Regions from separate parts of the Mus musculus genome. Here region 1 is linked to region 2. Evidence: chromatin contacts called from public Hi-C data. All regions are on one chromosome and are shown on one strand. The core of a region is the stretch at or near the end of the contact, and the rest is flanking DNA. Distances in the headings are between cores, read along the strand shown. Region 1 overlaps Mkln1 (muskelin 1, intracellular mediator containing kelch motifs). Region 2 overlaps 2210408F21Rik (RIKEN cDNA 2210408F21 gene).

The links. A called contact is a pair of places that touch in the nucleus more often than the background predicts.
Region 1: a contact with region 2 is called in a Hi-C map of bone marrow-derived macrophages, with 2.6 times the contacts expected there. The contact joins two enhancer-like sites. A contact is called at or near these places in 4 of 39 promoter capture datasets (cranial neural crest, embryonic stem cells, hippocampal neurons and 1 more), 3 of 484 Hi-C or Micro-C datasets (Th1 cells, bone marrow-derived macrophages and uterus) and 4 of 115 datasets of contacts at active chromatin or transcription factors (CD8 T cells, bone marrow-derived macrophages, embryonic stem cells and 1 more).

Annotation. Positions count from the first base shown.
Region 1 is chr6:31,411,236-31,414,106 of GRCm38.p6, forward strand. All of the region lies in intron 1 of Mkln1 (muskelin 1, intracellular mediator containing kelch motifs), which reads left to right. Among named protein-coding and RNA genes, the nearest start is that of Mkln1, 14 kb to the left of the region's middle. Within about 2 kb of position 1,481, at least 27 of the 459 cell types and tissues checked have an H3K27ac peak or open chromatin away from gene starts, as enhancers often do. A contact at or near this core is called in bone marrow-derived macrophages, where this site is marked.
Region 2 is chr6:31,330,962-31,333,661 of GRCm38.p6, forward strand. All of the region lies in intron 3 of 2210408F21Rik (RIKEN cDNA 2210408F21 gene), which reads left to right. Among named protein-coding and RNA genes, the nearest start is that of Mkln1os, 66 kb to the right of the region's middle. Within about 2 kb of position 1,425, at least 84 of the 459 cell types and tissues checked have an H3K27ac peak or open chromatin away from gene starts, as enhancers often do. A contact at or near this core is called in bone marrow-derived macrophages, where this site is marked.

The DNA of each region.
Region 1 (2,871 bases), core at 231-2,730, 80 kb after region 2:
AAGCTGTACAGCTTAGCTTCGTATCTGTCCTTTAGCCCTTTTATTCCTTCTAATTTGAGTAGCCATTTTTATTAGTTTTTGGTTGAAGCAAATAAAAGCAATTAATGTGTTTATCTGTTCCTTAAGTATAGTATGGTTTGGTCTTTATCAATTGAAGGATATCTGGATTGCTTCCAGTTTGGGATTATTAGAAGTAAGGCAATTTTGAACATTTGTATGTAGGTTTTTATTTGCATATAAAATGTTATTTCCCTTGAATCAGTGTTTAAGAGTCTAGTTTTATGTTGTTGTTGTTGTTGGGTTTTTTGTTTATTTTGTTGTTGTTGTTTTTTGGTTTGTTTTTTGGGTTTTCTAGACAGGATTTTTCAATGTAGCCTATGGCCTCAAACTTGTAGAGATCCACCTGCCTCTACCTCCCAGTGCTGGGACTAAAGGCATGTGGCACCACTGCCCGGCGAGTTTAGTTACTGAATCACACAAAAAATACTTAAGAAACTATAATATACACCTAAAATGGCTGTACCATTTTACACTCACATTAGGGTACAGGTATTCCATTTTCTCTTGTGTGTGTGTGTGTGTGTGTGTGTGTGTGTGTGTGTGTGTGTAACATGTAAGAGTTAGTTCTCTCCTAATATGTGGGTCTTGGGGATTGAATTCAGGTCATTAGCCATTGAGCCATTGTCATCTGAAGTTTCTCTGAGTTGGTAATAGCCTTTGAGCCATCACTGTGTTTTAATTTTAGCTGTTCTGATAGGCAAGTAATGATGACTGGTGGTGGATGTTTGTGATGGCTATTGGTGTTGCACATGTTTTCATATGCTTATCTGCCTCCTTGGATATGCTTAATGAGTTCTTATTCATGCCTTGCCTGTTTTCTAATTGAATTGTTTGCTTTTTTTCAAAGCCTAATCATTGTAAATACTTGTATTATTTTAGATATCATTTTTTGAACATAAAATAGGTTCTTCCAGGCTGTATCTTCTCATTTTACCTTTTAACAGAGTCCTTACCAGAACAAGATTTTAATTATTTCTGTAGCCTGATTTTTGCTTTTATAGATTAGTGAGTTTTGTGTAGGAACTTGCCTAGGATTTAGAGAAAGGATAATTGTATATTGTGGGTAGTGATATGAGAAAGTCAGTCAGTCAGTCAGTCAGTCAGTCAGTCAGTAAGAACACGTGTAGCTGCTATAGAAACAGTACAGAGGCCTCTCAAAAACCTTTATGACCCAGCAGCCCTACTCCTGGGTATATAAAAGTCATTGCATCAAAGAGATACCCACACCCCTGCTTATTGCAGCACTAGTCACAGGAACCAGAATTATAGAGTCAGCCAAGATGTCCATCAGTAGATGAATGGATTTTAAAAACTGTGTGGGAACAGACATGGCTCAGTGGTTAAGAACATTTGCTGCTCTTGCATAGGACTGGAGTTTGATTGACAGGTGGTTCACAGTCATCTAGAACTCCAGACTCAGGGCTTTTGTGCCCTCTTCTGGCCTCCAAGGCATACACACAAATGGCATTCATATATACAGGCATGCATGTATACACACAGATTTTGTTTTCAAAGATTGTGTGTGTGTGTTTATGTGTGGTGTATGTGTGTCCATGAATATATGTGTGTGACAGAGCAGGGGTTAGGAAGAATACTGTTTAACCATAACAAGGATGCAATCCTGCCGATGCATGACTGAAACTTCAGGGCATTATGTTAAGTAAAGTAAATTAAGTATAGAGAGACAAATATTGCAGAAGCTAAAGACATTAATCACATAATAGTAGATGTACAATAGCACTTAGTAGAAGCTAGGAAGGGAAAGCAGTCACAGGGTAAGATAAGCAGTACGCAGATACAATTGCTATAGTTCTCTTATGTTACAAAGTTGGGGAACTAATCCAGAGCCATTAGTTGTACATTTCACAATAACTAGAGGAAGATTTGAGTTCCCAGAATCATAGGGAGTTGATATTTGAGGGATGGGAGTTCTGAGTACTCTGGTTTGGCCATTATACATTGTATTTGCACAGAAATTTGATTTGTAATGTGGTCACATAAGTGAGTATAAATGTTATATGTTAATTAAAAAAATAGAAACCAGGGAGCTGGAGAGATGGCTCAATAGTTAGAAAGAGTGTTTGACATTCTCAGAGCCTGTAACTCCAGCTCCAGAGAATCTGACATCCTCTTTGGTCTCTGCAGACTCTTAGACATACATACAGGCAGGCAGGCAGGCAGGCATGCACGCACGCACGCACATGGGCACACACACACACACACACACACACACACACACACACACACACACACACACTCTCTCTCTCTCTCTCTCTCTCTCTCTCTTTCTCTCTCTCTCTCTCTCACACACACACACACACACTCTCACAGCATACTCTCCCTAATGAGCCCTCCCTTCCTTGGAGCTTATTTTCCTGTTTCCACTGTTGCTGGAAAGAAGTGGCAGGGACTGGGGGCCTAGGAAATAGGTTGGGCATTGAAGCCAGGAATGGAAGCCACTCTGCTGGTGGCAATGGAACTCCTGTTATTTCCTAGCTGCTGCCAGCCAGGCCACTATTGCCTCCTTGTCAAGGTTGTCCAGCACCCTGACTCTGAGCAAGAAAGGACAGCTAAACCCACAAAACCCCAAACTGCCATGCTTGGTGATCTGTAAGTTCTGTTTTACATTTGTTTGTTTGTTTTGTTTTTCCCTTCCTCTTGCTTACCCTAGCTAGAGGTTTGCCGTTTTTTTTGTTTGTTTGTTTGTTTTGTTTTTAAGGACTCAATCTCTGGCTTCATTCTTTTTCCTAGTTCTCATTTTTAGTTTGATTTCTACTGTAATTTTTGCTTTACTTTTTATTTATTGTGATA
Region 2 (2,700 bases), core at 175-2,674:
CTTACCCACGTGCAGCTCTGACGACTTTTCTCTTTATTTTCATCAGAATAAGCCTGCTATGATCAGCACACTCAACACTCTCCAGCACTTCCATAATTATCAGACAGATGGGGTTATAATGTTATAAAACAGCCAGCATTAAATACAGGCAACATGATGGTGACAGAAAAGTAGTTAGCCAAGGCTGAAATTAACAACAGCCAACCAACACTGTTGCTGTCTGTTGGGGCCAGGGATGCTGAAATTCTATGGCTTTTTTTTTTTTCTTTTTTTGAAAGGTGACAGGTTGCCAAGCTGCCAAGAACTCCTGCCTCTGCTCATACTGCTCTGCTGAAGTACATTTGCGACATCAACCATCAAATTACATATAAATATGTAATCAACTAAAGTTATTTATAGCTAGCTCAGTGGGTTTACGTTGACGGAATGGGCTGAGGCTGCCGGTTTGATCCTTTGCCACTTATTTGACACATGAAGAAAATTCATCACCTAGTAGTCTGTCCCTACACTCGACCAGGTCACAAAGCTGTGATCTTCCAGAGACCTGGTTCTACTGTGTAGGTGGACAGTCATATCATTTCAGGTACAACCTCATATGGCAATGTAAGTACTAACCTTCAAAACAATAATCAGCCTTGGAATCTTCCATCTCAAAACCTCAATTAGCCATTCACAAAGGAGAAGATGCCTTAGTCATATGTTTAGAACCATTTTCAATATATTTATAAGCACAGGTTGGATCACAGTGTTCTCAAATGTAAAACACTTCTTTAAAAAAAAAAATCAAAAGAGCTTCCCCCCCCCCTGCCCCGCCCCGCCCCATAATGTACTAGAAACCTAGAGGGTGGGTCCTGGTTCTGCTCACTGCCTGGGACCTGATGACAATCCCTGCTGAGTTTGTGCCCTGAGATTTGCCTGCAAGCAGTTCACTGTTCCTGGAGGATACTACACGGCTCTCAGAGCACAGAAGGCTATAGATTCACAACCCAACTTCTGGGGGTAAGAAGAAGATGGAGAAGGAGAAGAAGAAGGAAGAGGAGGAAGATGGGAAAGGAGGAGGACAAGGGGGAGGAGGAGGAGGAGGAAGATGATGAAAAGGAGAAGGATGGGGAGGAAAAGAAGGAGGGGAGAAGGGGGAAGAGGAAGAGAGGGAGAAGGAAGAGGAGGAGAAGGAGGAGGAGGAGGAGGAGGAGGAGGAGGAGGAGGAGAAGGAGAAGAAGAAGAAGAAGAAGAAGAAGAAGAAGAAGAAGAAGAAGAAGAAGAAGAAGAAGAAGAAGAAGAAGAAGCAGCCCTATCTCCCTCTGTTTGAGGCTCTGCTACCCCTCCAAACCCAAACCATCATGTATGTCCCTGGCCTCCTAGATCTGGCTTGCAGGGCTCCTTTGAGGTCTACTCCCCACTGCTTCTCTCTCCCAGTCGAGCCTTGTTCGCCCTGTTCCTCTGAGTCAGCCCGTGAGTCATCTCACTCATTAGCCGAACGAATGCCTCTCTAGCCCCTGAATCTCTTTTGTTTCCTTGCATCTAACTGGTTTTCTGGCAGCCCCCAAATCCAGAAACAACCTTGAAGCTGGAGGGTGGCTTGCTACCAAGATGGTCTGCTCAGTGGAGAGGCTGGGAGAGGGCAAGTTGAATTAAGATGGAGGTGCTGGTGTGTACACTGTGGCCTCGGGGTGGGGGTGGAGGCAACTTCAGTGCCCAGAATCCATGCCTCTGTCCATTCATAGGACGGCACAAGATTACTAGATCTTGGTGTCCCCCACCCCTGCTCCCCACTTCTTTCTTTTTTAAACAGACTCTCATTATGCAGCCCTGGCTTGTCCAGGACTTGCTGTGTAGATCAGGCTGGCCTCAAACTCACAAAGATTTGCCTGCCTCTGTCTCCCAAGTACTGGTTTGAAGGGAGAGCAAACCACACCCAGCTACCCTTTTCCTTCTCTTTCTTGTCTTTTTGTCCTCTCCTCCCAACCCTCACCCCTCTCTCACACACACACCTTTGGATGATACCAGGAGAAAGCTTATGGACTGTACTAGTGATAGACAGGCAAAGAGCAGTAAGTATTCTTAGACCACATGTTGTTTTTTCTCCAGTTCCTGCAGGCGTATCTTTCCGTCACAGTTCTCTTGATGTTACATCCCACGACGCTTCCCCTCCTGAAGAGGTGGATGGGAAAGGATGTGTGAGAGATGGGGGGTCATCCTAGTTGAGGCCTCCTGGGTCTATCCAGATGCCCAGTGAAAGGATGCTAATAAGAACTCTAAATTCACTTGTTGGAGCAGCGGCACCATGGCACCTTTATTAATTCATTAATCTTAAAGCCCTTTGTAAAGTGGAGAACATTCGACTTGGCTGAGTGTGACACTTTTCATTAAATCCAGCAATTTAGTTTCGAAGGGCTCCTTGGAGACCACCTGCGCATTCCATCCCGGCGGCAATGGCAGAGCACCTGTGTAGAGTGAGCCTGGCAGAGGCTGCCCTAGGACTGCACTGTAAAGCCTGTGCGTGCAATCACTGTAAGATCTGTGCATGCAGTCACCCGGGGAGCTAGCTGAGATGCCGGCTCCAGTTCAAGAGGCCAGATGGAAGGCAGTCTAATGCTCATCTGTAAGTTCCCTGGAGGTCCCGCTACCCCAGGGGCCACACATGGAATATACCAAGACTCCAGCGGCTCTGCAGAAAGCAGAGCAAAGCTTGCTCGTTCC